Linked DNA regions of Mus musculus: region 2 is linked to region 1. Evidence: chromatin contacts called from public Hi-C data. All regions are on one chromosome and are shown on one strand. The core of a region is the stretch at or near the end of the contact, and the rest is flanking DNA. Distances in the headings are between cores, read along the strand shown. Region 1 overlaps Obscn (obscurin, cytoskeletal calmodulin and titin-interacting RhoGEF). Region 2 overlaps Obscn (obscurin, cytoskeletal calmodulin and titin-interacting RhoGEF).

Region 1 (5,000 bases), core at 631-3,130:
CCAAGTGCGCTGGCTGCCTGCGCCCCTCCAGCTTTGCCGCTGCAGACTCATCCAGAGACCATCTCCTCCAGAAGGAGGCCTCTCTGGGTTGTCCCAACCTTATCCCCACCCCTGCCAAATACACATGAAGAGAAGATATCTAGTCGTCCCCCCATCCTCTGTTGACAGCTGAGAGATTCCATATACCCCTGGGGTCAACCAGATCAGCCTGACACAATATGGGGCTCCCTCATCAGCTCATGAAGAGGGAAGGGCACCTATGGCAAGAGCCACTGGACATTCTGAAAGTCTGGGCAGTGCCCAGCTTACCTCGGACCCGGAGGGCAGCAGAAGATGAAGCCCCCTCAGCCTCCACTGTGACTTGACCGGCATCCTCCAGGGTCAGGCCCAAGATAGTCAAGCTGCGGCTGGCCCCACTCTCTACCATAACAAACTTCTCGCTAGGCTGCAGCTGCATCCCGTCCTTGTACCATGTGACCCCTGCATCGCTGGGGGACACGACACACTGAAAGGTGGCCTCTTGGCCCTCCTCTGCGACCATGGCACTCAATCCAGACGTAAACTTGACCACTCGGGGAACTACAGAGGAAAAGAGTGCATGAGAGGTGGCAGGAGAGGCTCCAGAGAGACACCCCCACACACACACCAGACAGACACATGGAAGGATGTCTCCCCCAGGAAGCCACCTTAGCTCACCCACGGGTACCTTTAACAGTGAGCCGTGCGCTGGTGCGGTCATCCCGGCTCTCACACACATACTCCTCTGCGTCATCCTCTCGAAGGCCAGACACGGTCAGCGTGCGCCTAGGCCCCTCTGATGTCATCTGGAAGCGCTTGCCTGGCCGCAGCTGTGTGTTCCCACAGCGCCACACAACCTCAGCCTGCTCCGGGCTCAGCTCACAAACCAGCATCACGGTGCCACCCAGCTCCCCTTCGACGGGCTCCAGGGGTTTGGAGAACTTGGCGGCCACCTCTGAAGGAAGAAGAAGGTGTCAGACAGTGTCCTCTGCAGATGACCCTGTGTTCTGAGACCCACTCTGGGCCTGTTGTGGAACACTGTCTGCTAGTCTTTAGAGCAGACATAGGCATCCTAGAGGAGACCCAGACGCCTGGTCCCCAGCCTCTGCTTACCTTCTACCTGCACCGGGAAGTCCTGACCTTCCTTGCCAACACGGCAGCTGTAGATGGCACTGTCCAGGACCTGTGCGCCTCTCACGGTCAGGGTATGGGTATCACCCAGACTGGTGGCCTCATGCCGCTTACTGCGGCGGATCTCCACTCCATCTTTGAGCCAGGTCACAGCAGCCACAGAGGGTGCAGCTATTGTGGCAGTCAGGATAATGGTCTCATGTTCCTTGACAACCAGAGGTTCCCTGCGGCTGGGTCTCTCCGGAATCTGGGATTCGGCCTCTGGTTCTGAAGAGAAGTAGGTAATGAGCATGAGGGTAAGGGCCAGCATGTGCCACTCTCTAACAACAGTGAATGCTAGTTGCTGTCACTCTGTTGATCCAGCAAGAACATGTCTCTCCTAAGGACCACTGTCACCAGCGCCATCCTAACCAAGAACCCAGCAATCCTGCCCTGCAGGAGACTTCAACCCACAGGTCAGCATGGCATAGAAGAGGCAGCTAGCACTCCAGAGCATGACAGATGGGCCATGGAATGAGATTGGAAGTCTATAGAGGCAGCCTGAGAAGATAGCCTGGGGCAAAAACACTATGGGCAAAAGTTAGGGTGGGTGTCGGAGGAGACAGAGATGGCTCAGTAGAGCCTGGCCCAGCAGTCACCCTTAAAAAGACCACATGCTTCAGCTATCAGGGTGTCAAGGACTGCAGTCAGAGACAAGGACAGCTGGGAGGGTGTGGTAGCAGCCACTTCCTGGCCACCACCATGGCGACATGCTGTGTCGATCTCTGTCAGTCTTACAAGATAGTGTCAGGCCTACAAAAACCAGTCCTGTGAGCCTTCCTGGAAGTGGAAACATATGAGGTGAGAGATCCTGAGATGGTTAATTTCAAATGTCTGCCTGGTTAGATTAAGAAACATCTAGAGAGTTATGAAGCATTCCTCTTTGAAAAGATTAATTTTATGTATGTGTCTTGTGTGTTATTGAGAATACATGTATGTGTGTGTGTGTGTCCATCGAGACCAGAAAAGAGCATTAGAACTCATGAAACTGGAGTTACAGGTGAGCCATACAGGTGTTGGGACTAAAACCCAGGTCCTCTGCAAGAGCAGGGAGTTTTCTTAACTACTATGTCAGCTCTCCTGTCCCATGAAGCATGCGTGTGTGTGTTTGTGTGTGTGTGTGTCTGTGTCTGTGTCTGTGTGGTGTGTGTGTGGTGTATATGTATGTATACGTGTGTCTGTGTGGCATATGTCTGTGTGGTGTGTATGTATTGTATGTATGTATATTTGAGGTATGTATGTATATGTGAGTGTGGTATGTAGTGTGTGTGTGTGTATGTGTATGTGTGTGGTGTCTGTGTGTGTAGTGTATATGTATGTATATGTGCATAGTGTGTGGGTGTGCGTTTATGTGTGGTGTGTATGTATGTATATGTGTGAGCATGGTATGTGATATGTGTGTGTGTGGTGTCTGTGTATATGTAGTGTGTGTGTGTGTGTGTGTGTGTGTGTGTGTGTGTGTGTGGTGTCTATGTTTGGTGTCTTGTGGTGTCTGTGTAGTGTGTGTGTGTGTGTGTGTGTGTGTGTGTGTGTATGTGGGGTAGAGAGGGAGGGAAGGAGGGAAGGAGAGAGTGTCCCCTGAGAGGTTTAGCTGAAGGGAGACTACCCTGCATGTGGGCTGGGACCCCTAACTGAATGTGAACAGAAAGGGGGAAGAAAGCTGAACACCAGCATCATCCATCTTTGTCTGCTTCCTGGCTGTGGATGGGAGGTGACAAGCCTCATGCTTCTGAGACCACAGCTCACCCTCCCATAATGGACTTGATACCCTCAAAGAATAAACCAAGAGGAACCCTCTTCTGCAAATGTCTGTCAGGTAGATGACCATAGTTACCAGGTAACAATAACAATCCAGGTACCACATTCAACATGAACAGGTTTAGAGGGGATGGAAGTGGGTGTGCAGAGAGAGCAGGGGAGGGGACAAGACAGAGGCAGGTCATCCTGGCCCAGCAGCAAGCCAAAACAGGCTTCTAAGCTGGAACCATCACACAGGACCAACCTACTACTGAACTACCAGGACTCCAGGGCTACAATAGGGCCATGGACCAGCAACAGGAAGAGCAGGCTCTGAGCCTTGGGCCAGGACACTCACAGCCCACGGGGACAAAGAACTGGGCCTTCCCCCCCCCCCCAGAACTTGAGGGATAACAGCTCTTGCACCTGACGAAGCCAGCCCAACAGAACCATTGACAAGGAAGGCAGTGGAAGTGAACAGGGAAAGGAACTGTTGGGAGCCATCAGGAGTGTGTGAGAAAGAGGCTCTGTTCTCAGAGCTCAGGAGACAGTAGAGGAATAAAAGGAACAGAGACTGAGCTGTAAAGCAGACAAGAAACCCATGTGCTACTGAGTGTTCAGCTGTATCTCTGCCCTGAACACAATGACACCCACCTGCCACGTCCAGGCGGAAGGAGAGCTTCTGACCCCCGGCCTCGCAGCTGTACTCCCCAGCATCCGCCTTGCCCGCCTGCTGCACCACCAGCCTCCTGGAGCAGCCCGAGGCCTCCACGCGCACCTTCGAGCTGGAGCTCAGCTTCTTCCCGTCCTTGAACCATGTCACCTCAGTCTGGGCCTGGGCCACCTCGCAGCTCAGGGTGGCACTGTTCCCCGCCTCAGCCTTCACCTCGGTGCGTGCCTGCTGCTCCTTGGCAAACATCAGCCTGGTGTCTAGAGACAGGTGGGGACACACAGGGTCAGAGAAGTGTCTAGATCAGAAAGGCCATGTGGGGGAAGGGATTGGATGTGGTGGCCACAGGACAGAGCGTCCTCCAGGCTCTGTACCTGATGTGCTTAAGAAGTCCCAGCATCCCTCAGCACAAGCCACAGTCCATCCACACATCCCACCCCATGATAGAGGGTTCTGTTACAGTTTCTGTGAAAGGCAAGGGACACATCTGCCCTCAAGTGACAAGGGTGTGTAGCCCCAGGACTGTGCAAGGTACATACATTCCCATCAGTGCAGAGAGTGCCTTGCCTGCTCTGAGAATCACCAGCCACGGTGTTAAGGATGTAGCCTCAACTCTCTCTGGTTCTACCTCGTGTTCCCGCCTCACCAAGTGGAGAATCATTCCCAGCTCTGGCCGCTAGTGCTCGATCTTCCGGGATGTGACATTTACTCCATGGCTGATAGCGCATCTCTGCCCCATTCATAGTTTTAGGTGCTCTTTATAGATTCACATACTAAGGCTGTGCCTACAGATTTCCAAGTGTCTTCCCCATCCGCCGTGTGTCAGATGGAAGGTACACTAATGTAAAGTTTCATAGGAGATGAAAATGTTGACTTCTATTTGTGTTGAGTGGATGTATATCTTATTTAATTGTATTGTAAGATTTTTCTCTCTTTCTTTTTTGTTTTTGTTTGTTTTTTTTTGTTTGTTTGTTTTTTTTTTGAGACAGAGTTTCTCTGTGTAGCCCTGCATGTCCTAGAACTCGCTCTGTAGACAAGGCTAGCCTCAGACTCATAGAAATCCACCTGCCTCTGCTTCCTAAATGCTGGGATTAAAGACATGCGATACCACCACCCAGTTTATTCTGAGATCTTAAATAATCCATTGTCTGCTCAGAGCTAGTTTTTCCCCACAGTAAAGTCTGATGCGGTCAGGTGACGAGTCTGCTGTTTTTTGGCAAGTACCACTAAGATGGAGACAGGAACATTAGGAAGGTTCTGGTCAGAAACAAAAACTAACAAAGATGAAACTCCCCAACATGGGAGCAACGCTCCAGACATACAGGACGGACAGGATCTTCCCGGGACACCCTTGCCATTCAATGTACGGCTCCACACAGATCTAAACATGGGGATGGGAAGGGGG
Region 2 (5,125 bases), core at 2,426-4,925, 84 kb before region 1:
CCGAGAACACTGCCCTTGGCAAGCCAGAAGGGGCCTCAGGTTCTGCAGAGTCCCAGCTAGATAGGGTCAGACAGTTCTCACAGTCCCTCCCAGAGATCTCTGCTTGCATGACTGATCATCTCACAGGCAGACCAGGCTACCCCTCACCTCTCTGCCAAAGAGGGTAGCAGCTCAGGGCCAGAGCACAGCTCCAGGATGAGCACCAGGTGCCGGGGACTGAGGTAGGCGGCATGGAGTTGGGCCAGATGTGGGTGGTGCAGTCTCTTAAGTGCCTCGTATTCTCTTAGTACAGCTGTCTTGTCCTCAGGTTGGTAGGGAACGATCTTAGCAGCTAGGGCCCGCCCACTTGCCTTCTCCCTGCACTGCCGCACCACACTGAAGCGGCCCCTGCAGGAAGGAAATGTGGGGAGCTTGCGTGTAGTCCCCACACAATTAGAGCAGCGAGGACCAAGCTCAGGGAGCAGATAAGGTCAGGGGACAATGACAGACATGCTGGGCAGTTGCACTGGAGTGTGGGTCATGGAAAGCCCCCAGGAAGAGCTGGGGGACAGTCTCCACCCTCCCACCCTCTACAAACACCCCGCACCTCCGGATCTGCATCTGGAAGGCAAAGGTCTTTGTGCTGGGGAGAAGCTGGGCTGGCCTCCCCCGGCTGCTTTCCTCCTCAGAGGCTGTGAGAGATGAGATAGGGAACCTAGTCATGGAGGGACATCCAGGCAGCCCTGTCCCTCCCACATCTCTCAGTCCCTTCCCGAGCACTACAAAAATGACCCTTTAAGCTCCCATCACTCTGACCTCTCGTTCCTTGATCAACTAGCTTTGTGTGTGGATAGGTTGGGGTCTAGGTAGGATCTGTTATCTTAACTAATTGCATCTGTGAAAATGGCAGAGAGCATTCCAGGATGGAATGGGATAGCAATCCAATGACATCCACCATTCTTGAGTCTACACCATCCACTTCTAATCAACCACAGCAGGACTCTTCCATCAGATGCAAACAGAACACCCAGAAAAGTCAAAATCAACTGCCAGGGTGACATGAGGGGGTGTGTCAGTGAGTGAAAGGGGACAGGAGGTCCATGGGATCTCCAGGGAGTGCAGGCTTTGAATGTTGAATGCAGGCATGTAGATCATTCATGGACAAGAGGATGTCTATGCCTGATCTGATAGCCACCCTTATCTGCCCCATCGGCCCCAAAGCTCACCCAGGTGGTTGGGTCCTCCGAGGAGGACCTGTTCTGAGGGGCTGCTGTAGGGGCCCATTCCTGCTTTGCTGACACATGCTGTCCGGAAGATATACATGCCACCCCTCGATAGCTTGCCAGTGAGGTAGCAGCAGTCAGAGATGTCTGAAGCCAGGGTTGTCCAGCTGCCTCCTGACCACACAGGAGAGAGTAAGAAGCTGTTGTGGAGAGTCAAGGGAACCCCTCTCCTGAGGCCACCCACAGGCAGAGAGCAGACACACCCAACAGTGCCTTTCCATGCCAATCCTTCAGAGTCCCAAGCCTCAGAAAGCCTATACCTTCTATACAGCACTGCACAATGTAGGTCACCGGGCCACAGGATTCCACAGGCTTCCAGACCAGCAGCACCGCATCCTTGTATAGTTCCCCCACCTCAGGGCGTGGAGAAGATGAAGGGCGCTCTGCAAGGGCAACTCTGTGGTCAGTGTGGACACTCAACCCTCAAGGAACAACCTCTGGCCACACCTGTCTCACTCTCACCAGCTGCCAGGCCTGCCCTCTACTTGTTCTGTCATTTGATGGAGAGGGGCTTCAAGCTAGGATGAATAGAAGAGGCTGGCACCTCTACTAGTGTGGGGGTCCACCTGCCTGGCAGTCTCTGTCTAGATCCCTCTCAGTCCACCTCACCAGGGCACAGTGCAGATGCTATGGAGTGGCCCTGGTTAGTGCCTCATCTCTGCCAAGTGCCGTGGCCCAAGGCTAACAGGCCAATCTGTGATGGACTGGTCCCACAGCTAGGCCAATAGTCCCTGTCTTCATCATCCTAGAAGCACCCTTGGATGCTGTGTGAACCAGAAAGCAATACAGGAAGATGAGGTGGTGCTGTCAGGAGAGGCGGTTCTCATCTCAGGCATGTGTAAGGGCTTCCTGTCCAGCAGTGGAGCACACAAATAGACTCTTGGCGGTAGGCGTGGTATTAGCAGCTTTATCTGCTTCTTTGACATTTTGGGACTTCGCTACAAGCCCTAAGTTCCATGGACACTCAGATAAGAAACCAGTATTGTCCTGCCCACTATGCAAAATGAGATGTCCTGCAACTCCCAGCCCAGCCCTCATGGCCTGGTGGAGACTTCCGGTGTGGAGCACACACCTGCTTTCCGGAGGACACCTGTGGTGACTGCTGTCCCCAGCGGGTTGCTCACACAGCAGGTATATGTGCCCAGATCCTCCTCTTTCACCACCAGGATGGTCAGCAGCTGGAAGTTCTTCAGGGTGGAGGAGATGAGGAGGTGGCCGCTGCTCTCCAGGAGGACCCCATCTGTGACAAGACAAAGCCAGCCTTGGCTTTCCCCAGGGCAGCCACAGCATCCTGCTGGGCCTGTGATTGCGGCTTGTCTATACCAGTCCAGCACCCAGACTCCAGGACAGCTCCTTACCTTTGCTCCAGGTAGCCTGGGCAGTTGGCTGGGCCAACACCTGGCAGGCCAGTGTCACTGATTGGCCCAGGACCACAGCCTCGTCTGAGAGTTCTCTTAGGAAGGATGGTGCTGAGTGGGAGTAAAAGAAGAGCCTTGAGGGGAGACTGCCTGCCTTCCAAGCTTAGACCTCTATACCAGAGCCCCATACTGGACTCCGGCAGTTGTGATCCCCGCTTACCTTGGTCCCTGCCCTTCAGGCCTGACAGCCGGAAAGAAGCTAGGCCTGCCTTCTTTCTGGGAGGCCCTTCCCTCTCAGGACCTGTGGAAGAAAGAGGCCCCAGGAGCTCAGGGGGAGAAGCAGGATGGCACCAGCTTCCTCTACCTGGGAAATCTGCCCAGGGGAAGTACTACAACTTCAGAGACTATGTAGGAACTCAAAACCAAGCTTGCTGAAGTCATCCCTAGCCTCCCTTTGCAGCAGGCTGCCAGGACACTGAGGCCTGCAGCAAAGGGCATAGATAGATACCTGAGGGGTGGCTGGGAGGCTGGCCCTGGGGTAAGGAAAGTTAGAGGACATGAAGGCTCTGGAGATGAAGGGGCTCTGAGGTCACTGAGAGCTATGTTGGAGGATCTGGGTTTGGGGTGGCTCCTGGGCCAGAGATCTGGGGTCTGGTGAATTAATCCATGGACCCCCTCTCTCCTCAAAGGTCTGCCCCTGCTCTTAGCTCTAGGTCTCTGTAGCCAGTATGTATCAGAGATGGTCTCAGATACCCAGTAAGGAGGGGTGTCAGGAAACCAGGATTTGAGCCAAGACCTATGGGGTCAGGCTGGAGGTCATATAGGACAGGAAGAGGAGGCCAATGGGGACTTGAGAGGGCACAAGAGAACCTGGTAGCCCCATGGATGCAGAACATGGAGGCAGACATGCCAGATGATGGGGTGGGGGGTTTACCTTCCGGCCTGCCCTTGAGGATCCTGGAGATGTGAGCCATGGAAGCCTTCACCCTCTGGCGCAGCCCAAGCTCCACAGGCTCCTCCCCTGACAGGCACCTCCCAGGGAATTGGAAGAGGCCCCGGGAGGGGGACCACTTGCGCTTCCTGCCCACAGCAGCCTCGCCCAGCAGTGCTTCCAGGTCCCCTGGCTCCTCCGGCTCCTCTGTAATCTCCAGACCAGCACGCAGTCCCAGCTCGCCTGGCCAGGGCCACGCGGCCTCCTCCAGGAAATCTGCCAGCCCTTGCCCAGCTTCGGTTTCTGAGCCAGGTGACTCTGGCTGCTCTATAGGTTTGGGGACCCTTCTGAAGATCATGAACTCAAATGGGAGATATTTGATGTCATATAGATCCGAGAGGTTGAGGTAGGCAGGATCGACCTCAGAAATGTCCAAGGAGATAGTGTCAGCTGCTTCCGCATCACCAGACAGATCCCGGATCTGCACCAGGGAAACCTGCTCAACTTCCTCCCAAGGGGTGAGGCTTGGAGAGGTCCTTAGGGGAACCCCACTGGCCTCAGCAATGGGCCCCAAGCTCTCCAGAGGTTGAGGGCTCTCAGTCGCAGCTTCATCCTGCTCTTCTGAGGACTGGGACACAGCCCAGGCCATCCTGGCCCAGAGAGGACCCTGCCCTAGCATCCCCCCTGCATCCCCGCCAAAGGCAAAAGTACCATAGCCTGCCACCCCTGCATAGCCCCCACGGGACTCCAGAGAGAACTTCCGGGTGGTGGCCTGCTCCTGAGGCCGCTGTGGAGGAGGCGTGAAGTCACATGTGTCCCCAGCTTCAGACAAGCCTTCAGTATCCAAGGATGCATCTACTTGGGAAGCTGACCCTGGAGAACTGGAGGGAACTGGAACTGGCCCTTCAGATAGAGAGCCATCCTGAGGTTCCTTCTCAGAACCCAGAAGGGGGCTTACTTGAGTTGGGAATGGGGCTGCCTGAGGCTGTTCTGAAAAGAGTGGGCCACAGGACGTTGAGAGCTCCTTCTTCAATGACTGTGGAGGTAAGGAGCCAAGCGATTGAGATGATGGAGGGCCACAGCCCTCCTGGGAACCAGAACCCAGCTCAGAGTGACAGGAAGAGGCTGGTTTCCCTCTACAACTGTCCTGGGATGATCCCTCTTGCTTCCCAGGCCTCGAGTCACCACTCATAGGTGGAAAGGGGACAGACTCCTGCAAGAACCCCTCTTTGTGCCCCCTGTCCTTGGCAGTGGTTTCATGAGTCAACCCCGTGGAGGGTGGGAACAGGAGTTGTTCCTTGCATGCCTCAGGAGAGGGGCCAGTCGTGACTGGTGGGTTGTCCAGGGAGTGGCTTCGGCCTGGGACCTCTCTGACACTGGAACTAGGTAGTCGCAGGGCAGTCTCAAAGGAGGGTGTCTTGGTCATCAGAGAGGCCTGCTCTTCCCTAGCCGCCTCTTCCTCCAACAAGCTGTACTCCATGAGGGGCTCACGCAGACCGGGTAAGGCCCTTGCAATGTACCCACCCTTTAGCAGGTGCCGCCTCCGCGCAGGGTGCCTCTTGGCACCCGATGTT

The links. Hi-C and Micro-C count contacts between places; a contact is called where the count stands out from the background.
Region 2: a contact with region 1 is called in a Hi-C map of the G1E-ER4 cell line, with 3 times the contacts expected there. The contact joins two enhancer-like sites. A contact is called at or near these places in 4 of 39 promoter capture datasets (embryonic stem cells, hippocampal neurons, liver and 1 more), 10 of 484 Hi-C or Micro-C datasets (the G1E-ER4 cell line, embryonic fibroblasts, embryonic stem cells and 3 more), 2 of 115 datasets of contacts at active chromatin or transcription factors (bone marrow-derived dendritic cells and embryonic stem cells) and 2 of 9 other capture datasets (adipose tissue and liver).

Annotation. Positions count from the first base shown.
Region 1 is chr11:59,081,486-59,086,485 of GRCm38.p6, forward strand. Obscn (obscurin, cytoskeletal calmodulin and titin-interacting RhoGEF) reads right to left here. Exons shown (of 104, transcript NM_001171512.2): 19 at 1,132-1,410; 20 at 707-973; 21 at 310-579. Among named protein-coding and RNA genes, the nearest start is that of Obscn, 52 kb to the right of the region's middle. Within about 2 kb of position 1,881, at least 9 of the 459 cell types and tissues checked have an H3K27ac peak or open chromatin away from gene starts, as enhancers often do. A contact at or near this core is called in the G1E-ER4 cell line, where this site is marked.
Region 2 is chr11:58,995,641-59,000,765 of GRCm38.p6, forward strand. It overlaps Obscn (obscurin, cytoskeletal calmodulin and titin-interacting RhoGEF), which reads right to left. Exons shown (of 104, transcript NM_001171512.2): 93 at 3,555-5,125; 94 at 2,841-2,921; 95 at 2,621-2,713; 96 at 2,335-2,502; 97 at 1,523-1,645; 98 at 1,206-1,376; 99 at 587-671; 100 at 148-387. Among named protein-coding and RNA genes, the nearest start is that of Gm51863, 5.6 kb to the left of the region's middle. Within about 2 kb of position 3,676, at least 16 of the 459 cell types and tissues checked have an H3K27ac peak or open chromatin away from gene starts, as enhancers often do. A contact at or near this core is called in the G1E-ER4 cell line, where this site is marked.